Linked DNA regions of Drosophila melanogaster: regions 1, 2 and 4 are each linked to region 3. Evidence: chromatin contacts called from public Hi-C and targeted proximity ligation data. All regions are on one chromosome and are shown on one strand. The core of a region is the stretch at or near the end of the contact, and the rest is flanking DNA. Distances in the headings are between cores, read along the strand shown. Region 1 overlaps MESR3 (Misexpression suppressor of ras 3). Region 2 overlaps Pde11 (Phosphodiesterase 11). Region 3 holds the start of lncRNA:CR44478 (long non-coding RNA:CR44478). Region 4 holds the start of Cyp310a1 (Cytochrome P450 310a1).

Evidence for each region. Hi-C and Micro-C count contacts between places; a contact is called where the count stands out from the background.
Region 1: a Hi-C map of the Kc167 cell line shows a contact between it and region 3, with 4 times the contacts expected there. A contact is called at or near these places in 2 of 107 Hi-C or Micro-C datasets (the Kc167 cell line and the S2 cell line) and 2 of 7 datasets of targeted methods (both in the Kc167 cell line).
Region 2: a contact with region 3 is called in a Hi-C map of the Kc167 cell line, with 4 times the contacts expected there. A contact is called at or near these places in 6 of 107 Hi-C or Micro-C datasets (the Kc167 cell line, the S2 cell line and embryo) and 4 of 7 datasets of targeted methods (the Kc167 cell line and the S2 cell line).
Region 4: a contact with region 3 is called in a targeted proximity ligation map of the Kc167 cell line, with 4 times the contacts expected there. A contact is called at or near these places in 2 of 107 Hi-C or Micro-C datasets (both in the S2 cell line) and 1 of 7 datasets of targeted methods (the Kc167 cell line).

Annotation. Positions count from the first base shown.
Region 1 is chr2L:18,626,252-18,631,804 of dm6, forward strand. It overlaps MESR3 (Misexpression suppressor of ras 3), which reads left to right. Exons shown (of 4, transcript NM_078873.4): 2 at 5,492-5,523. Among named protein-coding and RNA genes, the nearest start is that of MESR3, 12 kb to the left of the region's middle.
Region 2 is chr2L:18,563,114-18,569,330 of dm6, forward strand. Pde11 (Phosphodiesterase 11) reads right to left here. Exons shown (of 18, transcript NM_001299116.1): 3 at 2,264-2,335. The coding sequence starts at 2,324. Among named protein-coding and RNA genes, the nearest start is that of Pde11, 24 kb to the right of the region's middle.
Region 3 is chr2L:18,142,846-18,148,437 of dm6, forward strand. lncRNA:CR44478 (long non-coding RNA:CR44478) reads left to right here and starts at 2,253. Exons shown (of 1, transcript NR_124351.1): 1 at 2,253-2,654. All of the region lies in intron 1 of Socs36E (Suppressor of cytokine signaling at 36E), which reads right to left.
Region 4 is chr2L:18,648,740-18,654,686 of dm6, forward strand. Cyp310a1 (Cytochrome P450 310a1) reads right to left here and starts at 4,271. Exons shown (of 6, transcript NM_136047.4): 1 at 3,718-4,271; 2 at 3,542-3,658; 3 at 3,299-3,480; 4 at 3,016-3,246; 5 at 2,687-2,956; 6 at 2,319-2,622. The coding sequence starts at 4,205. The coding sequence ends at 2,432. MESR3 (Misexpression suppressor of ras 3) reads left to right here. Exons shown (of 4, transcript NM_078873.4): 3 at 859-888. The coding sequence starts at 886.

The DNA.
Region 1 (5,553 bases), core at 1,845-4,344, 480 kb after region 3:
TTCTCTCGAGCGGTTGAGCCATTCGATGGAGTTATTGCTTCGGTTAGATCCATTTTGATTTGCATAAATTGCTAGCGGGTCTGCGGGCTGTTCGAAACTACCACAACTTTTCCGTGGCACCTGGCAAAACTTTGGCTCAAATTGCTTCGACCTGGGGCAGGGAACTCACAACTCAATACTTCGAAAGCGTCACAACCAAAATAAAAAAAAAAAATTATATGAAATGCAAATAAAAAATAAACGTAAATATCAACAAAAATTTGTGCATTTCAACTGTGAACGTGACATTCATGAGAAAATGTCCAATGAACACAAATTTCCAGAGAAGTATGAATAAAATTGATAAATGAAAGAGCCATTTGTTCAAGTCAGTCGTAGACACTTTTCGTTATGTATTCCTTAATGTTTTCGTTTCTATTTTGCTTTCGATGGGAGATGAGAGTTATTTTGAATTTCAGAGAACTTCTATTCATTTAGAGAACAGTGTTGCTGTTGTAGTTTTGCAATCACAATACAGATTGTAGGTCATGCTAATATTAACTAAATAATATTTCATAAATAAGACGACTATTTCCATTTAAATATTGATATATTTAATGCTGGAATTTTGCTAAACTAAAATCGAAAACCCTGGTGACCTTAACATATTTATTTTTCTGATTTAATCAGCCAGCATTCTTTTCCTCTCGCATTTTTCGGGTTTTTACAATTCTGTCAACATTTTCGAAACTGCCAGTGTCTTGTGCACCGCCCCACCACCCAACTGCTGATAAGCCGCGAAGCAGCCGCAAAAGCGGAACACAAACTCAAACGACATTATCATAATTGCTTATGCTTCATTACATATTTGCCAGCGAGTACATGGCGGTCATTCAGATAGGCTTAAAGCTAAAGTACTCTCCCTGCTCTCTCCTAGCAACCCGAAAACCTAACCAAACACCGTAGTCGAACCCGCTTTTGTCGACTCAGCTCGTACAAAAAAATATATATGGGAAAAACAAAAACCTATAATCACTGAATAAACAAGCTGATAAAACAAAAGCAACATATTTGTATAAGCGCAAATATTTGAGACTCAATGAGAGCAGACTTTCATGTGCCATATAAGTGAAGATAAATATAGAGATCGCCAAAAAGGGCTCGAAAAATCACTAAACGTGGCAATTTTGGGCACAGAAAATACATTTTTCAAGTATATATTTTGAGCTTGGAGTAAGGCAGGCAATATTTTTTCAAGCTAAAGGATTATATATACATTGAGATTAGATCAGCCTTTGAAAAATATAGGATTAATTCTGACACAATAACACTTATTGTTAAAAAAAGCGAATTCTAAGGCACATTTTGTTCTGTGTAAGAATTGGAATTGGAAACCGAACGCAGATCCCGATTTAGAGTCGGATGCAGACGTGGTCTTATAAGACTTTGGTAGCCGCTCTAGTCGGCCGGACTAACGGTTACAGCCCGCCCCAAAAAAGGGCATGGCCTCCACGGACATGGAGCAGCAGCCCATCCGCATCTAAAAATCATCGCCATGTGTGTCCGCTTTTTTTCTGCTCCACTGTTATATTTTTTTTTTCTGTCTCTGGCCCCGTGACTTGGCGATTTTATTTTCGCTCCATTTGTGGCCATAAATATTCAGTCAAGTGTCATCGTTGTGGCATGTCTAGTGGAGTTTGAAATGAAATAGATGCAGGCAACTGAGAAAGACAAAAACGACGAGCATATGAGAAGGCTTAAAACGAGTTAAGTCACTTCTGTGGTCGCGACCAAGTGGCCTCCTCCAGCTGCTCCGCCTCCGGTTCTCCGGCTGTCCGCTCCTCTGGTCCTCCGAGTTGCAAAACCGCGACTCCCCGCACCCCTTTTGGAACCGCTCCCGGACTTCCAACTGACTGCCAATTGTGGCAGCGGTAAAGATTTCGTTCGCTGTTGTGTGTGACCGCAGCTGAGACCCGCAGGAGATGTACACAGAGCAAAATGCACTGGCCCCTAAACGAGTATTTAATAAAAAGGCATTTAAAAGTGTTAGGTGCTGAAACAAAATGTTGAACTTAGATTTAAATTATTGTAAGACATAGAGTATATAAAAAAGCTTCTTTTTTTCACAGAACTCCAGTTCAACTTAAATTGTATAGTTTAGTTGAAAAAGGTTACATTTCCGCTTAATTTGTTCTGTGCATATAAAAACATAAAAAAATGGCGATGGAGAACCAAACAATGTGGCCAACACAGATGGGTCAGACCTAAAAAGGGGGTCTTGGATGGCGAAAAGAGTAGATGTGGCTCTGTAGCGGGTGTTGGGCCAAAGTTATGGCGTTGGCCAAAGCGTTCCAACAGAGCTTAGCAAAAACGAGGGAACCAGCGGCGTGGGCGGTTCAATGAAGTTATCATCGCTGCAGATGAATAAATTTTCAGTGAACAAGCAAAGGATGTAGATTATCGTCGATAAGCACGACGGATTGTTGAGCGCTAAAGTCATGGTGAGATAAAAACAGATTGGATTAGGTGATCGAATCTGTTATTTAAATGGGACATAGCAAGAAAGTAAAAGCTTTATTTATTAACCTCAACGGTTATAGGGTTTATATTATTATTAGTAAAAAAAATAATGAACGATTTGTCTTTAACCAATCAATTCAGTCTTCATTGCAACTCCTCGAACAGCCCTCGTTGCAAAGTAGAAGCACTCACGGAAGTGCAATGCATGTAAAAGAATCATGAATCTGATGAAGTATTCAAACCAGCTACTAAAAACACTCTTACGCACACATGGGTCTTAACTCCTTGGCACAGGAAGCTGCCAGGATTAACTGGCCACTTGAACACGATTAGGAGTGAAGGGAGGACATGCAGAAAGAGTTGGCAAGAAGTGAGTTATCGAGATGCTGGCGAAATATATTGAGATTACTAATCATTGAACACTTATCGGGCAATGAACATCAGTCTCGCCAAGCTAGATAGAATTATCTCTGCCCCCCGCCATCACTTTCTTACAATCATTCCCCCTCTTTCGGTCGCCCTGCAGCCCCCCCCCTCTCTCTCTCTCTCTCTCTCTCTCTCCCTCTTTCTCTCCGCCAGCTCAATCACCCGCACGTGCTTGCGGGTTAGAGCGGTTTAGCGGTTGTTCACGCTCAATTTGCATGCATTTCATTTAGGCGGTGAGCATGGCCCTCCATCCATCTCTTTCGACCGCTCTATACCTCTCTCTCTTTCGCTGAATTATATATTTGCTTCTTTTCGGTTTGCTGGATTGCTCAAAGTGCACGGCCAGGTCACGTTTTTGATATTTCATTCAATCAAAACAAATTGCTGTGGTCCGAAGCCCTGGACCACCGCTCTTAAATAAATAAAAAATGTACCTCAACAATCTAAAAAAAAATGCCTGACCAAGCCAGTGGCAAAATCTTTTTGCGGTTAACTTATTTCAGCGCTCAGGTCGTTAGGCAAACGACCGTAAAAAAAAGCCCAGATCGTAAAATAGAAATTAGATTAAACATCATAAAAATGCTGGGCACAAGTAACTTAGATTCTAATAAAAAAAAAAAGGAAAAAGAAACAAAATGGGGCGGCGAGGGCGTGTCCTGAAGGAGTTTAAAAATTGCCAATTCCTGGCAGGCACTTTACTAATTGACAATTTCCAACTGAAAAAGAAAAACTTTTCTGTCGCTCTTTTGTCGTTTTCTTTTTGTAATAACCCCAAAGTCAGTCATTTCGTCTAAGCCATTAAAAAATTAATTGGCTGCCTTCCCTTCGGGCGGAACACGCCCCATACATCGCACTAATGCCGCTTTTAGCCAAGTTAAATGCTTCCCACCCAAAACAAACGCCCCAGAAGAACAAGCCAAACAACGCACAACAGCGAAAAAAGGGCTTGTCGTCGTCGTGGTTGAAAAGGAAGTAAAATGCTTGGAAAACATGAGAAAAGCTGACTCAAGAAAAGCGAAGCTACTATCATAGAGTTATTAGGGAATAAGCAGATACCTTACTTATAATAAATTTAAATTTAAATAAATAATTTCCGGCTGTTTAATTTATCGACTTTTTAAATTATTTGCTAAAGGTCAAATCTACCGAATTATTATAATATTTTGATTAAATATTTAGTTGAACATTTCTTAAGCAAATAATAATTTCATTTAATTTACTCAGTCTTCCTGCTCTAGTTGGCCAACTAAGTTATGAATAATATCCGGCCATTTTTCTACCCTTATTACGAACTTCCTGTACTATGTCAGTATACCCTTTCTAGCCTAGGGCATTTGAGAAAACGTTTAATCTTGCCACAAACTTCTAATTTTTATTGCTTCGCTTTGTCATTAGCTTTTTGCTTTTATATATATAAGTATTTTTCGCCAGTTTGTTTTTGTTCCGTTCAGTTGTTTTGTTCGAGTGGTTCTCCAATTGTCGGGCTGACCTTTTGTAGGAACCCCTCCAATTATGAGTTTTTCGAGTGAGCATCTCTCACTCAATTTGGCGCAATTTGTATTTTGTTTTTGCCAAATTCGACTCATTGTTTATTGTTTACGCCGCGTGGGTTGACCGAACTGACGCAACCAGTCGATATTTTTGTCCCACCATAATTACAATATGTATATAATGTATATGACGCGGATTGCGAGCGGATAAGATAAGATTCTGTAAATAATTCCCACTTCCGTTGCCGGCCGACCGACCTTCCGGAACCCAAACAATTGATATCAATTAGCGAGGCAAGTGAATCACTCTAGAATTCCTAATTGATAAGTCAAAAGGTTCTGATTAAGCTCAGACATGAGTTATTGGTGGGGGTTAATGCAGAGCAATGCTCCCGAATGCTCGGGACTTCTTCACGTTTCTCACATCGGCTGAAGGCATTTTTATGCACTTCATTTATAAATGAAAAGGCTTCATCCCAGTTATGTGCCCCTTCAGCTGGGAAAAGCGCAGGAGCTGGGATGCGGATGGGAATGGAGGAGCTGTAGCTGGGACATGAAGTCCCGGACGGACAACCCTTAACCGTGTATAGTCTGTCGGTCGGTCCACTGCCACTGCCACTGCCACTCCAGCCAGACAGTGTGCAAATTTTAATGAGTTGGAAATTTAATACCCGGCGAGAAGATTGCAATGCGATGGACTGGGGAGATTTCGACTGCGGTAGGTCAGCCCATTGGAGCGCGAGCGATTCAATTTTGCTCGCAGTGAACTTTTAAATTTTCCGTGAATTTAATTGAAATTGAATGGAATAAGGAGAACGAGTCAGACGGCATCACCTTGAACTTGTCTAGAGCGAATGTCGTCATTTGATTTGAGTTTGTGATCTGAAACAAATATGCCAAGTAATTGAGTTGATTTCGCATTGGAGAACTGTTTTCGCTTCCGCTGATTCTTCGCACAGTGCGCAATTTCTCTAAGATAAATGTTTTCAGTCGCAGTTGATTTGAATGCCTATTCTTGGAGAATTCGCCAAGCAAATTTTGATTAATATTTATATTTTTGCTTCTTCTCTTTGCAGTTCCTTCTTCGATTTTTTCATCGACCGGAAACGTAAGTTCCCAAATAAAATACAGTTGACAT
Region 2 (6,217 bases), core at 2,013-4,512, 420 kb after region 3:
GTATTTTAATGTAATTTATTTTCGGGCCGCTTTTGTCGCGTGTTCTCTTTTCGAGCGAACCGAACGCTTTGAATATCTGAGCGATACTAAGGCGAAGTGCGAGCGGCGAACGTAGCTGGCAGATACGCGGCGAACAACAAGCGCGGCGAATTCGCCTAAAATAAACAAAGCAAAATGCTCAATTCGTTGCGAGTGTGTGTGTGAGTCTGAGTGATTTTCTTTGTTTTTGACTTTTTATTTACATTTGCCGTTTTTAGTTTACCGCTCTCCACACGCTCGCTTAGCGCGCTTTTTCCCTTTGCGCTGGCATTCGCATTCAACTTGTTGATAGCGCTACATTTTTCTTTTTTCTGATTTCTTATCAGCAAAAACAAATTGTATCTGTGTTCTGTGACCTGGGAAATGTGCGACTTTTTTATATTCCTTTTCGTTCTTGGCCGTAATTGATTCGACTGCTTGAAAATATAATACATAATCAAAGGCAAAGACTAAAAGTCTGAAAATGAGAACACAAAAGGTGTTTTCCTATTTCGAGTAATTACAGAAAAGTCCGATGACCTTTATTTAAGTTCATTTGTTGATTTCAGGCTTATAATAACAATAATTTAACAACCGCTTTCGTTATAAATTTACGTTTTAGTTGTTTATACCCTGTTATCTAACGAAATATTCTTCTCTTTTATATTAAAAAATATATATGTATTATTCAACATTTTTATGTCATTCTTTATCACACGAACACGAGTGAGCTCGAATTAATAAAAGAGATTAGGAGGAGCAATGAAAAAAGCAACATGAGATAATTAATAAAACTTATTTTTCCTGGATTCCCCTGTAGATTCGAACAAAGACAACAGCTGTTTTACTTGGTCCCCCGATGATATGCACTTATGTGACATGACTCAAAACCCATTGTATCCAAGAATGCACCGTTAGTTGGACAATAAAAATAACTTCAGGCCCACAAATACGCCGAAAAAAACCGGCTTCGAGCCAAAACAGGAACAAAAACAGAAGCAAAATTCGCCAAATTCAGATAAACTTTGGATAAACTTCAGGCAGCTTTTACTCCGCCAATAAAAAAAAGCTCCAAAAGTTACGATATTGAATCCGTTTCACTCAAAGTAAAGTAAGGTAAAGTAAGTAAAGTCGGTAAAAAAGGCAAATTCAATTCTACTTCATGCGGGGTCTGACCAAAAAATCACTTAATCTTTTGAGTGCCACATTTGCGTAGTCTTACGAATTACTGTTCTATCGTTGTTAAAACATATCTTACGAGAAATAATTATTGTAATTTTTGCCCATTATTAACGAATAAATATTACAAATAGTTCAAAAAGATAACAAACGGTTTCAGAACCTCTAACCAGATATCTTTTTGAATTTGTCTATGACTTAAGTTTACTTTTTACTTTTTTTTTGTTCGGCCTTTGTTTGCCAGTGTTTTTGTGAGAACGGAAACGGAAATGAAGGCTCCGAAGTGTGTGTGTGTGAGCGGGAGGCCCTATAAACCACATGGAGCGTGACAGCGACGACTTTCGCTTCCTGAAAAGTGTTGACAAAGCGTGGCAAGTCTTCTCCACAAGCCGTCCGTCCATTCTGCTGCTTCTTGTTACCATTACAAAGGCAAACACAAAATCCGCCTGTCTGGGGTTCACTGTACCGAAGGGGCGGCGCTGCGAAAAGGGGGCGTGGGAGCCACGCGACAGCAACCATAAATTGTGCAAAGTTCTCTAGTTCTGTTGGTTGGCTTTGTTTGTTTGGCTGGCCCGCTGTTTGTTTGGCCGCTTGTTTGAAATTAATTAAAACTTTATATGATTGTTTTCAGTCGAGCAGAAGTTCGTGGGGGCTAGTGACATCCAAACCCCACTTGACCCCAACTAAATAATGAGAACTGAAAAAAATCCAAATCCATTGCCATTGATTTCGATGTTGATCCAAAATTCATTTGCTAATTTCAGGCACACTTGGACTGTTCAATAATTCATAAACCTTTCTGTCTGAATCCGTGTTCTCAATTTTACGCTACTTAAAATCGCGCCTGGGTTCGTTAATATTTTATAGCACAATCACAAAGCAAGATTCTTAGCCCATCTTCAGGCAGGCAGGATCATGAACATTTTAACATGCAAAAATGGCACTGAACCCTGATGGCTTTCGCCTTTAAATTCAGCACATAAATCTGGTCAAGAATTAATGACCCAAAACAGTGTTGATTGATTAGCTGGAAAAATGAGAACAAGAGTTTTGGTTTGGAACTTACCAATTTTACGTCTCGCCCGCCATAAAACAGGCGGCGCCGCGTTATTTGGGGATGATGCCATTCCAATTAAATCTGCAATTGAAGACATAAAAAATTAGTTTCATAGTTTTGAGGATAGGATTTACCTAGAAACTCATTTAACGTTTGCAACACCATTTATTTGCCAGATTAATTGCGGGTCCGTTTCAAATGGTTCGTTGGAAAAACCCTCGAGCCACGAATCCGGCAAAAACTTTTTAGTGAAGCCACGAAATTGCCAACCGAAAAATTCCACAAAAAATTATGCGAAGATAACATTGAACAGCCCGAAATACAAAATACATCCGCCAGCGAAAAAAGGCAGTGAATTAATGCCGGTTGAATGGGTGAATGACTCAGTGACAAGATTTGATTAATGGAGTCAGCAGCACAGCAACATCATTAGACTATCTATCTATTCATAAATGCTTATAAAAAAAATATGCAGAAGTTGGCCGACCTATAACAACATTATAGCATCCTGAGACGTTGGAAGATATAATTTGAGGTTTTAACAAAGAATATATAGAATTTAATAACTGAATGTGCCAAATAACCCAAGTTCGATTTATATAATGACCCATAAAAATGTTGACCAACCCTACACAAAAAGAACTTAGAGCTTTGCATAAATTATATATTTATTTGAAGGCACTTTAAAAACGATGGATATTATGGATGGATATATTCATTAGGTCAACAAAAGTCGTTTATAGCAGCCAATTTAAAAGAGGCACGACAAATAAAGAACTGAGTAAGCTTTTGTTGAGACAACAATGCGTGCTTTTTGGCCAAAATATGATCGGCAATAAGCAGTGATATTGCCAAATTTTTGAATGAAATTCCATTCAATGTAGAGGAACTTTCCTCTGACTGTTTGCCTGCCTTCTTGTATTCTTGTATGCGTCGCATGATTGCCCTGGTTTATGACTTTACTCTGCGCATTGCTGCTGGCTCATGTTTGGTTTTTCTTATCGCGACACATTGCTGCCATCGCCTTATCAGCGGAAAACAGACCGGGCCGACCTTGACTTTATATCTCACATTTATACGCCACTCTTCAAATCTGCGCCGCCACTCAAACAGTCGCCCAAGGCGTGGAAAAGTCAATGAACCGATCGCCAACCGACTGACTACCGAAAGGTTTCTCGCCACCGATTCAATTCAATTCGATTTGATTTGATTTCATTTGATTTCATTTCGTTTAGGTTTTTAATGAATTTACCAGTAACAAGTTCATTTCTACAGTAAGGACTGCCTACACCCTTCTCGGTTTTCCATTTCCTGATAAGCAATAGATTGTGAACGCATCAAGTGAAATGTAAGAAATGAATTATACAAATAATAAACAAGAAGCGCGTGCGTACACGCAGAAAAATTGTGCACTTAAATATTTAACCAGATGGAGGTGTAATGAATACAATAGCCTCAGTGGTTGTATAATTTAAGTGCTTGTATAATTTAATTTAAATAAATGTGACATAAAATTGCAGAAGATTAAAAATTCTAGCATTATAAGAAATAAATCTTTGCTAGTTGACAAGACATTTTTTTTTTTGCACTTCTTTTACTTTGTTTATGGGGCTGTCAATTTGATTGTATGAAATTTCATTGTCAGTTGGCGCCTAGTCGTCGATCAGCGTGTTCGAGATTACTCGACAGGGGCGGAACAGATAGTGTTGAGGGGAACGAAAGGGGCCGGCCGGAGCAGGGCCCGCTTCCACGGATTTAACTGCGCACAATTTATTTGCAATTAGTGGTTGCAAAACACAAAAAACATTGCCAAGACAATGGTGAAATGAAATACAAACAGTTAGCAGGCACGGCAAAAAGTCATTAGATAAGCTCACTATTAGAGGCAGAACAGCACTGTAGTAAGGTAACGGATTTACAAATGTTCAACCGATTTCGCCATTTCGAGTTGGATAGTTTCCGATACACTACTGATCGCTAATTGCATAGCATCTCAGTTTTAAATTGCAATTTTATAATTTAACTACTTTATAATCAATCCCTTAGGTTAAATGACCTTCCCCCATTTTTTGGCATAAACATATACTCTAATTAAAAATGCCCTCGTAATTGTCATTGGACTACTTCAGCACTTGCCCAATCAATTTCGCAACTTGCCCTCTCAAAAAACCACAAAAATTACCAAAAATGAAAAAAAAAAAAAACGAAAAAAAGAAGTGCCCAAGGAATAATAATTCATAATTAATACGAAACGCATATCACGAAAACGTTGACCGTTTTGTGACTATAAAATGCGTAATCATCTAAATAATAACAATCCACCTTCGCTGCGGCCCTATAAACCGTAAACAAAAATTATTGTTGCAAATCAAACAGCAGCTGACGATGGGTAAACAACAGGCAGCTAGAGAGCCCGGTAAACAATAAAACACGAGCGGAGCAACTTGGCAAACAGAGGCCTCAAATTGGCCTGGCCAAAACGAAAAAGAAAGAAACGGGGGAAATAAAAAAGGAGAGCGCAGCGAATCTAGGTGAGATCTGTGGGGCGTTCGTTCATCACTATGTGGCCAACACCCACACCATGGCCATCATGGAGCTGTGAGTGGAGCGGCCCAAACGACAGGCAACAAATCAATCAGCCAAAAAGTACATAAGAAAAAGTTGCGACCTGTTTGGCATTTTTAATATTTCTGCGCTGCCGCCAACTAAGATGATGCTTTGCAATCTTAATATATTTCGTTTGTCATTCGTTTTTTGTGTACACACTCTAAAAGGCTGTAGGGCCATAACCATAGCTGAAAGTTGTGTATGGCAGGCCATAAAGTATAAACTGTATCTAAGCCGGTTAAATGCGATCTTAATCACAAATCTGCCTTTTAATACAGCTTGTCAGAAGCTGAGCTCCTTATTTGAAAAATGACTTTACATTTCTGCTAACTTTATAAGCCCCTACATAAAAGGTGTGAGGCATATAAGATCTTAGACTACTTTGTGCACACCTGGTGGTCTTAAGCATTTTAAATTAAATTTTTACTTCCTATTTAAATTGGTAAATAATAACAATGTTCAGCTCTAAACCCAGTTGGGCTAAAACATTATGAAACTTGTTTCTTCATGGCATCATAAAACCAACGCCAAACTTATGTAGCTGTGTGGTTTTCATAGCCCGAAAATCGTGTGCTTTTCTTTTGCTTAAGTTGGGGTAATTGTTTGGCATACAAAACAACCTCAAACTTAAAAGTATCCGTGAGTGTTTGTTTGCCTTTTCAGTGCGGCTGTGCGGCATGCCAAACACTTTTCTTTTCGTCCCAAACTTTCGTATCTTTGGGGACTTGATAACTCGATAGAGCAAAGTGCATGGAGTTGGCTTATGGCTGGTGGCTAATGCGTCGTTTAAATGCTGACATGCACGTTGTGCAGAGATAAGATAATGCCACATAGCACATACCACAAAGTGAAGTATATAATATACCGTGTACTTGGCACATATTTGATATTCGAGCGGATTTGTTCGCGCTGATAAAAGCGTTGATATCAGAAGCCGGGTCCGTCACTTTGCTAAAAGCCACGCGTATTTCGAATTAACATTAGCATGCTGATTAAGCGAGTCAATTTCATTCGCAGCCATCACATTTTCAACACATTTCTCAAAAGATTTTATGGTATTGTATCCCGAAAAGTGGAACTCCCATTGTTGCCAGCTGCTGGGAAATTGCAGTGATTCACTTGGCGACATCTCAGCCATCTCAGGCCTCAAAGCCGAACCAGTTAATTAACAATTTCTCGCAAAAAGCCAAAATCTTTCCACACTTCAGCTCAGTGACGTGCATTCAGGTGACGCAAATCTCTGACGTCTTTGATTTAATATCGAGTTATTTCTGGTCACTTCTGGGCTGGCTGGCCGCTTGAGGAACACACGTGCCGATGGAGTTCCGATGCATTAGCCACAAAGAAGGGGGAGTG
Region 3 (5,592 bases), core at 1,003-3,502:
TCCCCCAACGGCGTGCGAAGTGTCTTGACCTACAGCAATGAGTCCATCCACTTGGCGGGGGCTTCACCAGTGCGTTAATTAGCCACTTGGACAGACGGAGAAGTACCACAGTGGCACTCCGAGTGGGACTTACTCGTTCGCCGGTCAAATGGGCAATTAAATGCCACTGTCTAACTATTTTGATTAATGGAGCTACCCCCAGCTGATCTTCTGCGGCACAGAGTTGTGTATATCTCCCCCACGAACTGACTCATCATCCCGGAGGGATCTAGTTGATCTGGGTGATCTCGTCATGCATATGAGGACGATAAACAGCGGCATTCCAATCCCACGCATCAGTTAGTGCTCCCCCAAAGAGCAAGTACACTCGAACATTTGTTCACCAAATCGTTATGGGCTCATCCTATTTTTAGAAACCTGCCCATGGAGAGGTGATGAATCAATGTGGAAAGCGAGTGCACACGACGCCGTGCACGTAGTGCCTCCATCCTTGATTCCAATCGCATTTGACTGACTTGCGGGTCAAGCTGCCCTACTTATCTCCATTTGAACGGCGCCCACAAAGTACCTCCTCCATTCATGGAACATTCTATATTATTCACAGCTAAATTCTACATAATTCGTGTGCACGTCATTACGTCTCTCTGGGAACTGGGTGTTCTGGCGGGCAAGTGAAATCGCACTGACAAGTCCTTATCGCACCCGCATCACCAGGATGCGTCATCGAGCTTCCAACTTGAACCATATACGGCATGATGGCCAAGGTACACGTACAAAGCATTGGTTAGACTATGTACTGACTCATCTGTTAGTGGTAGGAATTCTTGGTAGTTACCCGGAGTCGGAAACACGGCGATGAGTATGAGTATGTCACCGCTGTTTCTTTTTTTGCTGCAGGTGGCTTTTCCCTCAATGGCGAAATAATTGGATCACCGATTGGCCAATAAGGCCCTCTGATTGATCGATAATGAACTGTCATGGTTGTGAGGTAATAATGAATCCAGTAACTTCCTGGGTTTTTACACTGAGTACATTTAATCAGTATATAGATACTTTTGATAGATACCTTAACAACTGGCTTGAACTTATGTTTAGATTCTTTGAATTCAAATGCTACATACATAGTACAGGCGGTTTAGGAATCCATATTTTAATGACCCAGAAGAAGATAATATTCTGCGCAACAATCAATTGCGAATTCAGGGAAATGCGAGATTGCCTTAATTAGAAATCGGACATATTTTATTATTCCAAGTTCCCCTTATCTGTTCGATATTTAAAGGCTGCCAAGCACGCACTCGCCCATAAAATACGCCTTATTTTGACCATAAACTCAGTATTCGCGCTAACGATTAAGATTGCGATGTTTATGTGAACTTAGTCAAGATTGTTTATGGCGGCGATGAATTGAAAATTACCAAAAACAAGGCCGCAAAATGTAATCAACGAGTATGTGTGTACGTATGTACGTACACTACGGCCAGGACTTGGGCGGAAACAATGATTATCAATTCCGGGAATCCTGCGGCAATTGTAGTGGGGAGTTTGGCAGAATTCCCTCGCCCATATAATACGACTTGATTTGGGTGGGCCGCAAATGGGGAAATTCGCTGGAACAATGATTGCAGACGAGCGTCTATCACTTCAAACTTATCGAACGTTGTTCGACCTTAGCGACTGATATCAACCCTGAACGATTTCCGTGGAATTCCCTTGTGTTAATCACCTAACGAGTCGCCTGTGAGTATCCATATGTATGTATGTGCATACATTTGTACGTACAGTCGCGTCATATGTTTGCGCCTAATCAAACACAGAAATGGGAAACCTTGTTGAACAATTCAAGCAATTAACAGTGCATATATTCTCACCACTTTTCCCAAAAATGGAAGGGAAAATATTCAAGTTGCTTCCCGGAAATGCGACCCGCAAGCGGTAAACAGTCAAAAATTGCAGCTTTTTAACGAGAATCGAGAAATTATAAATTAAGTGTTTTAGCCGGAAAACGATATGTATGAGTGCGGCCGCCACTGGCGTCGAAATTATAGGGTGTTCGATGGATCATAATGGCCCCAGCGATTCGATTTGTATGCACCGTTGGCCGCCTAACGGTAATTTGCACACTTATAGATACATAGATACTTTTTTTCTTCTCACTTTTCATGCACGACTCCATGCCGCACGTGCCACAGGCAATTTATCGCATTCAAATCGTACGATTGGATCAGGTGAGTGAGTGAGTGAGTAATCAATACATTCTGTCTAACGTTTGACACGATCGTTCGCATTAACCGCAGATAATTATTATCATTTTTCCCCCGATCGAAAGACTCAGCGACTCCGTCAACTTTTGCTGTTTGCTGTGTATTTACGACTATGATGAAATACAAAAAGAGTGACTTGAACTCAAGATTCAACTTCAGATTCCAAGAGACCCGCATGAGACGGCAGCCAGCTAACAAAATTTTTCAATGGAAATACAAAACTGAAACGGCAGATACTGAGATACTGAACTCGGGTCAGGCAAGAGGGACTGGATCCGCATGGACGACTACACTGAGAAAATTCCATATATTATATCAATAAGAAAGGATAAACGTGAACAAACAAACCCTAAATTTACTTCTGTCAAGTTAATAAAAATGGAATAAGATAAGCATGGCTTTAATGTGATATCCTAATACCCAAAACGAAGGCTTTTCGCTCAGTGCACCTCGAGGGTATCCGTAGGTAGGACAAGGCGTTCCATGAGTCACCCAGACAATGAGTAGCAGCAGGCTGTCCTAGGGACCGAATCCCGAGTAAACTACACACAGCCCCGTGCATTTCTGCCTACCGAGTATTTGGAGGGCTCGTCGAGCTGAACTTTCCCTCTTTACCTTTTTACTTTTGTTTTTCTTTCACTCCGCCGCTGCTGCTGCCGCTGCGCGCCAGTTGCCAGTTGCCACGCGGAGCCAACCGGCGGTGGCAGCTGAAGTTTTTCTGCGCCGCTGCAGACAATGCGAAATTTCGTCAGAAATCCAAATGCGGATAATGATCTAATACATAACTTGTTCGGGGTAAAAATGTTGATAAATGTTGCCGGCCAGAGACGGATGGCGATGGGCGAAAGAAAGCCAACAACGCGCAGTGGTTTGAATGGCTAATAAGGGACTGCTAATGAACGGGGGATTCACTGCCCAGAAATGTAGGAGAAAACTTGCAGAACTCAAGAGGAGATACATACATATGAATGTATTCAAATGTGAAGCAGAAAAGTGAATTTTATTTGCATTTATAACAGATTTGTAGGCAAAACGTTGTGTCTAAAAATAGTCAAAGACAATATATAAATACGAAACAAGATTTGCGTAAACCGAATGAATGGATTAATGACAAATTTAGATTAATTTAAAATTGTGAAGCCCGCTCATTCGGACAACTTGAAATAATGTAGGGGTATCATAGGTCTACAACTCAAGAAGTGAATATTCAAATAAACAGCGAAAAAAGGTTGGGTAGCAATTATGAACTTGTACAAGAATTGCCAATTTGTACTGGGATTTTTTCCATGTGCAAAAGTGCAAACAATTCAAATCCAATCTTATTATCTGTAAGTGAATAATTTTCGTACATGGGCCGCGCCCCTTCGTCAAGGCCCGTTATTAAAAAACCATTTGTAGCCCGGCACTCGAAATGAGTTTTTGTAACCTTCTCAGCTAACTTGGCCAACAACATTTGAGCCATGGCTTAGCTGGCTGTCCCACTGTTGGTATTATGTATTACGCAGAAATTGTCACAACAAAGCAGCAAAAGCAACAGCAACACGAATTGCGGTCAACGGGGCGTATGGGGAACGCACTGTGGGCTAGTGCAAAAAGCGAGTTGGGAACAGGAGTCAAGCAAGCAGCTGAATACTCTACGGAATGATTAACTTCCAGATTTCAGTTTTTCATTTAAATGGGAGCAATATTATAGGTGTAATTCTTATGTTTCTAGTAAAGCTATAAAATGTAAAATCAGAATCTATTTATTGCAGTAGTAGTAGCACTAATCGCGCATGCTAACGACATGATCACGAAGTTGTCACTGCGATATAGTACAAAATAAATAAATATGTATTTTATTATACATATGGCGGAGACTTGTGAAGCAGCCAGTGGACCCAGTTGCCATGCGGAGGAATCTCGCGACGAGAAGAAACCTCAACGACAATGAAAAAGCCAGCGACTCAGGAGCGAAAAATCCGCGGGTTGGAGGGCGTAGGATTTTAAAGCGAATTCAATTACTTTTTGTTGCCGCCGACATCGCTGCTTATATTTTGTGTATTTCTCTTTTTGTTTCCATTTTGCTTTGCATTTACTGGGAATTCGCAAATGAAGTTCGCTCGAAAATAAAATCACATGCAAAGCGGAGCAGTAAAGTGCCAAAGAAACTGGAGTGGGGCAAGTGGGGCATGGGGCATGGGGCATGGGGGGTGTTCGCGTTGGGGATCTTGGGAAAGTGTATGCCGTTTTGATATATTTTTTCGCAGGAAAATTGAAATGGGATTTATTACGCTTCGGGCACTCGGATTCGAAATTCGCCCATTCATCGCGCCGCGGGTCGAAAGTGATAAACAAACAAAAAAAAAACGCCGCTCATCTTTCAAGGCGATGCGGCATTCAAATGCCAGTGCGATATATGGAACTTTAATTAGCGTTTCCAGTAAAACAAATTCAAAGTTCGTGACTGATTATGTTCGACGGGGCTGCTTCTGCTTGAAGGCTACCTAGTGGTACAATATGTATCTCCATTGACGTAGGAGCACACATTTTGTTTATATTACGTTTACGCCCGAATTTGTTATCTCGCTTATCACGCACGAGTGGTGGCGGTGGCGGAGGGGGGGGGGGGGTGTGGGTCGGTGCTGATTATCTAGGCCCGAGAGCGATAATAACGAAAATAATAATATTAACATTTAATGTGAAGAGAGGCGATTTCTTGGAAATTCGCACACATCGGACTAACAGCGCTCCATTATAAATCCATCGCACACAAACACACTCGCATTCATATGGGCGGAAAAATTCCTGGAAAATATGCACACGGTACTCACATGCCGGTGAAGTCATGGAGTTTCTGTATCTGTGTCTGTGTGCGGTTTTCTGATTAAACGAAAGCACTAACGAAAATTCAACTTAATTCGGTCCCAGGTCCGGGTTAGGCCCGAATGTATCTAGTTCTTTCCCCTTTTTCGCCTTTGGCCAAAATGGCCAAAAAAGATGGTTTCCCCAGATACATTTGAGTCGACGGGCTCTCCTTTTTTTCTGTTTTGATTGAGCCCAAGTTATGACCATGGGCTCACGGAACTTTTGTTACGGAAACGGTAACGGAACACCAACTACCTGAATAAATATTGTGTTCTTTTTTTTTTTTTTGATAAGTTTGTTGTGGAGGCATTGTCATATCACAATCGCATTATCTCACAAATAAGGCGGATTCGTCGTTGCTAGCTTCTGAACTTATATATTTGTATACATTTGTATTTATCCCGAGTTTAGTTCGGACAGCTAATAATTTGGGGGACTGTAGCTAATAGTTTGATGGATCTACCAAAGCATAATTAATTAT
Region 4 (5,947 bases), core at 3,021-5,520, 510 kb after region 3:
GGTTTTATTACTGCCGACCTCCGAGGTCGTCGGTTACTTTATCTTCTTTTTCGGGGCAAAGTTGGGCGAATTCTGTTGTAAGGGGAAGGGGGAGGAGGGTGAAGAGGTTTCATAAATATATGCTCATGAGATGACCGCCACTTAAATTGTTTTCTTAGCCATGCAAGTGGGAAAGTTTTTGGACGAGAAAAGTTCTCATCCAATTAGCGAAGATAATTGCAGTTGTCAAAAAAAGCAGAACAAATTTCTGAAATTAAAGGCGGTCTAATTATTAAAGAAAATAAAGACCATGAGAAAAAATGTGCAGCCTTTTTTTTAGTAAAATTGGCAATTTTGTCAGTATTTTTTTCATTTTAAACACATTTTTATATAATTTACGTAACTTCGCTCAGCTATTGAAAACTGTTTTATATCAAAGCTAAAATAATAGCCCTATTATTTATGAGAGCCTCTTTGTTGTTTAAATAAATTTCCGTTTTTATTATGCAAATATTTGGCATATTTGTGGGCTTAAATTGAACGATACAAAACGCTCAAGTCTCTGTTTGTCTAGCGCATAACAAATAATTCCCCCTAGTTAAGCCAGTTAAATGCTTTTAAAGTGATTTTACCCAAGCAGTCTAGAGTGTTGCACAACTTTGCCTGGACAAAAACAATAAAAGCCAAGCCAAAAGTCATATGTCAGAAAGGCTAATTAAAGGTGACAGCAGCGATCTGATGCTTGTTCATAACAAATGTATCTCAAACATTGTTCAATTGCAATCTGGTTTTATTTTGCCATCAAAAGTTCAATGGCACAGCTCTATAAATGTGCACTTGATTAATCATTGCCATTTTCGTTTCTCTATCTCCTTGCAGTTAAACCCGAAAACGGATCTTGAAATTATGGTAAGTTAATAAGCCTAATTGGACAACAACTTTACATGGAAATTAGCAGTACACGGAGCCTATCCCCTGGGTGAAATAAATCATAATTTATGCTAGGAGAAAAGAAAATTGTACACTCCTCGCTATGTATAATTTATGCACAACTTTTAAAACTGGAATTGTGCGGTTTTTCGGGCGAGGCTGGCGCTTTGAGCTCTTAATGTGGAATGAGTAATGTTAAAATGTAACCAGGACAATGGCAGCCAAGATTGCGCCAAAGGGAGTTGCCACCGAATCTCCATCGCCAGCTTCCATCTTCCATGCTCCATCTAATGCAATTTATATTCGACACTTGGCTCGCCTGTTGCGAACTGGGTCAAAACATGTGAAGAGCCCCACTTGCTCCTGTTGTCGTAGTTGTGCCACTGGATTTTATCATCCTATTCCGGCTGGGGCTTTAAATTGTCCATGGGCTCGTGCAACCCCTGTTCGTTTGATTGAATTTCAATTTTCAATTTTAATACTTCGACCAGAGCAGGAGTCGTAAAGTTTGCCATTGATTTCGGACTCTTTCCAGGTCATTTGTCCCGGAAAGCTTAGCCTCAGCTCGGGCTCAATTAGTTTGATGGCGCTTCTTCCTTTTTGGTTGCTTTGGCTTGGCTGGCCGGCCAAAAAGTTTTCATTAATGTAAAACACTTTACGCACTCATTAGAGTCATTTGTTTGTGACATCTCTATCTCGCATTCCGTTTCCCCGGTCCGGTCTGTGGATGATAAATGTGTCCATAATGCGGCCTAATTGCGGCATCATTAGAGGCGCCTTTCGGCCCTGATTGCCACTCCTACGAACATACTCGAACTGGATTGGTACACTGGGGGAAAATAAATTAGTGGCAAAAGTAATGGTGATTTCTATGTGGAGCTATTTGTGAAAGGAACTTCGGTCTATTGATTTAAAGCTACATTAGATTGTTTTTGTGCTGTGATTTAATTTCCTGGCAATTTTTTTTCTCGAAGTGTTGGGCAGGCAAATTGAGTACTTGAAGTGGACAAACGGACTTGACTTAAGCTTACATATTTCGGCAGACTATTGGTATCCAGGCGGCTGTCATGTTGGATTGGCAACAAAGCAAATCAAATTTAATGATAAACTCGAATGAAAGCACATGTCTTTTCCGCCCGAGATGATATCTGCCATCTATGCCATCCCCCCTTATCTATCTCACTCTCTAGAATCGGGTCTTTATATCCGTGTTGGCGTAAACAACAACAACGGGGGCACATAGGAATGACTAATTTAATGCGTCGAGTTTGGCGTTGTGTAACGTTACTTATACGCACCGTGAGCGCCGGGACCTTTTGGCATTTTGCAAAGTTAACGAAGCGAACGAAGCAAACACGACCAGACATATACAAAAACAACAGCAGCAACAAGGACGAGAAGGGGAAACTGTGACCATAATATACTGAATTTTATTTATAGCATAATTTCAGGTGTCGCGCACACACGACAAAGTGTTGGAAAAAATGCTCAAATTAAAGAACTTAACTTAGCTTAACTTAGTTTAGCTGTAAAATTTCGTGTTTATTTCGCGTCTCTTCAATTTGACTTTCAGCCCATCCTTTGTGTGTATAAAAGGAGCTGGCCGGTGGGAAACTTTAAGGGTCTTCACCTGGTTCGCATCCAATTCCAAATGAAAGTTTTGGAGTAATTTGATCAGGGCCACTTTAATTACCAACTTTGCAAAGTTCTGTCCTGTAATTACGATGAGAAAAATATTGTCTGAACATTGCTAAAATAATTTGAATCCTATACGTACCCACACACTGCGATCCCCCAATGCCAAATCCTATAAAAACATTGCTCTTTGTCTTGTCTTCACATTGGCCCACATCGTTGGCAGTTTGCAGAAATCGAAGTGGCTTGTATTTCATAGGCTCACTGAAGTATTTTTCATCTCGGTGCATAGCCAGTAGAGGCACCATCAAAGTCTTTCCCTCATCAATTGTGAATTTTGAATTGGGTAGCGAATAACTTTTGCGGCAAACACGTTCAATAATGGGTAGAGGTGGATATTTGCGAAGAGTTTCTGTAAAATTGTTAGACAGATGTCAAAATCACTCAAACATTTCTAAAAATTAAACATACCTTTCAAGCACATGTCCATATACCTAAGACCATTAAGCTCTTCAAATTTGAGCTGACCATTTTCATTGCTTAGCTCCTTTATTTCCGCTCTCAGTTTTTCCACTATTAAAGGTTCTTGCAGGATTTCCAAGAGAGTGAAGGTTACAGTTGAAGCTACTGCATCTAGAGATACTTTCAAGAGATCCTCGGCAACTTTGGCCAAGCGTTTGATGGACAACAGTTTGTCTGCATCTAGAAATAACGAATTAGTACAGCTTTTCACAATGCAAACTTCAAAACTTACCATTAATCGGTTCTAGTTGCCATTTATCGCCGCTAACTTCGTTGCCATTTCTAAATCTGACTAGTAGTTGTAGAATATCTTTACGTATCAGTCCATGATCTTCTCGTAGTTCAACGCTTTGTTTAATGAGATCTCTTAAGCGGTAGGTATATGAAGATTTCTGCGGCAGGCGACCCAAAGTGCTGAAGTTAGAATGGAAATGTAGGAATGCTTCAAGTTGGAATTCCCATTATGTGTACTTACAAGGATTGTATCGAGGCCTGACTATGGCTCAGGTAGCTGGTCAAGATATGATCCTCGTGCTCAAAGTTATTAATGTCCAAGCCGTAAATCAGATTGGCAATTATGTTGACGGAATAACTAAGAGGGAAAAGAATATTAACACCGTTTATGCCGAGAAGACTTGTGCCTCTTCTTACACTCTGAGTTTTTGCTGGATATCCACTTCCTGTGGACATCCTTGGCCTTGCCTGTCCAGCAAATGGTGAATTAAATGATCACCCACTTTCTGGACCTGCCCGAACATCTCGGACAATCGTTTGGTGCCAAACATGGGCGCCAGTTTCTCCAGCAAATTGAACCTGCGATAACCCGAGATATAGTCCCACTTCAGTTCGCTGAAGTGTCCATTTGATTGCTGCAGAATCGTCTGGGCTAGCTCCACATTTCGCACCAGAAGGACAGGCCTGAAGAAGCAGTAGATGCCCAGAAGCCGATCCTTGCCCGACTGGTAGGCCTCACAGATGGCCTCCACGTGTCGGAACTCCCGTCTGTAGGCCTTTTGCAGGAAACTCCACGTAATGCCGGCCTTTTCCGAGGGGAATCCCCTGCGTCGCCAGTGGCTGTAAATGTGCCGCACCGAGAGGAATACCGCCGAATATAGCAGAATAGGCAACAGCAGCCACATTATGTTGATGATGTTGCGACTTCGAAGTGCCCTGACAGACTGTTGCCTGAAGTCTGGAAAACTAAAGCCGATTCTCTGAAGACGTCTGCCCCGATGCAGATAATTACTGTGAGTTGGCAGCCCCTGTGCGGATGATAGCGATAATGATAATGGTATTGATAATGATGAAGATGCCAAACGAAATCGAAAGTCGCGATCGAATCACCGCTCTTCTCGTCTGGCAACTGGCAACAACTGCCAGTCAATCTTGTCTGACCAAAATAACAAAACCGAAATTCGAACAGAATCGGGAGGAAAAAATCGAAAAAAAAAATTCCGGGCATACTATCACATCTCACATTCGCCTTCAGTTATCTCCCTGTTTCTCTTTATGGCTGTTCTGAGCGGCCTGATAGTAATTTATACAGCCCCTGGGCTGTACCATGTTATTATCAAAGTCTGGAGCAAGTTTTTGTACCCAAAAAATACCCATTATGCGAAGGTATCTATCAGGCTATTAGCTCAACATGATAGATATATTGACATCTGTCAAATAATTCAAAAATTCTAAGCAAACTACAAGACAAGGCGCTGCACTTAAAAACATTTTAGCAAATGAAATGTGTTTTAAATACTCATCAAATTAATGGGCATTAACCAGTCCAAACTACATACTTGTGGTCATTCTTTGGTTCCTAAGTTGAAGATGCAGCTATCTGCATTACTTTTGTCGTTTTACGTTCCCATCTGACAAATGTATTCTGATTTATTATATCTGTTGATAAGAATATTTACTATTTTAAAATCGCAACGTCATCGGCGTCGCTTCAATGGATTTCGATGGGAAGCATTATCAATGGATCTTAGGGCAATGATTTCCAATGCGGTTACGCATCTCCGGGTGGAACAAAAGATGAGCACCTGACAACAGATTCCTCATTCGCAAGGATAGGTAACGTGAACTTGAAGTCTTTAGTAAAAGAGTGCCTAATTTATACATGTTTATAGATATGCAAATCCCTGACAAATCATGGTTTTTAAAAAAGGAAATAGTCAATCAATGAAAGCCCACAAGCTAACCACTCCCATGGACTCACTTCCCACCGTTTATTGTTTGTAATTTAAGACTTCAGTTACCACGTTGGGAGCCAGGCTTTCATAACGATTGGTGTGTCAATCAGTCATTAATTCCATTGCGCATAACGCAGTCTCTCTTTTTGCCATGGCTTTATCGAGCAGTTAGAGTTTTAGCCAGGTTGCCTCGAAAGTGTCAGTTTCAATGCCTAACCAAGTGAATCAAGGCAATTTGCCATCATCCACTCACTTCACTCCTCGGCGACAAGGGGAAGTTGTTAATCACGCCCATTGCATGCCAAAGTTGAAAAAAATGTAAATTGTGTAAAAAGGGTAGCAAAAAAGAGGCTAAAATGCATTGCAGTTGCTGCTGTTGTCGCACCGGAGGCAATTTTCCACAGCAATGGAGCAAAGTGGGATCCTACAGGTAACCACTTGTTGCTGCTCCACATAATTGACGTGGCCTGTGGGAATTTGATTTAAATGAGCCCGTGTATCTGCTCGCATATAAATTTATGTATCCGACCCGAAGTCGTTCTACATAATTTCCCACAACTATGTTGCAGTTTGGGTCGCAAGTTCAATGGGTGGGCAATTCGATGGGTCCTTTTCAATTGAGTGTTTGCCAAAAGCAATTTCAATATTTCCTTATTGGGTTGGCAGACTCCAGTCGATGGCTTTTGCCAACT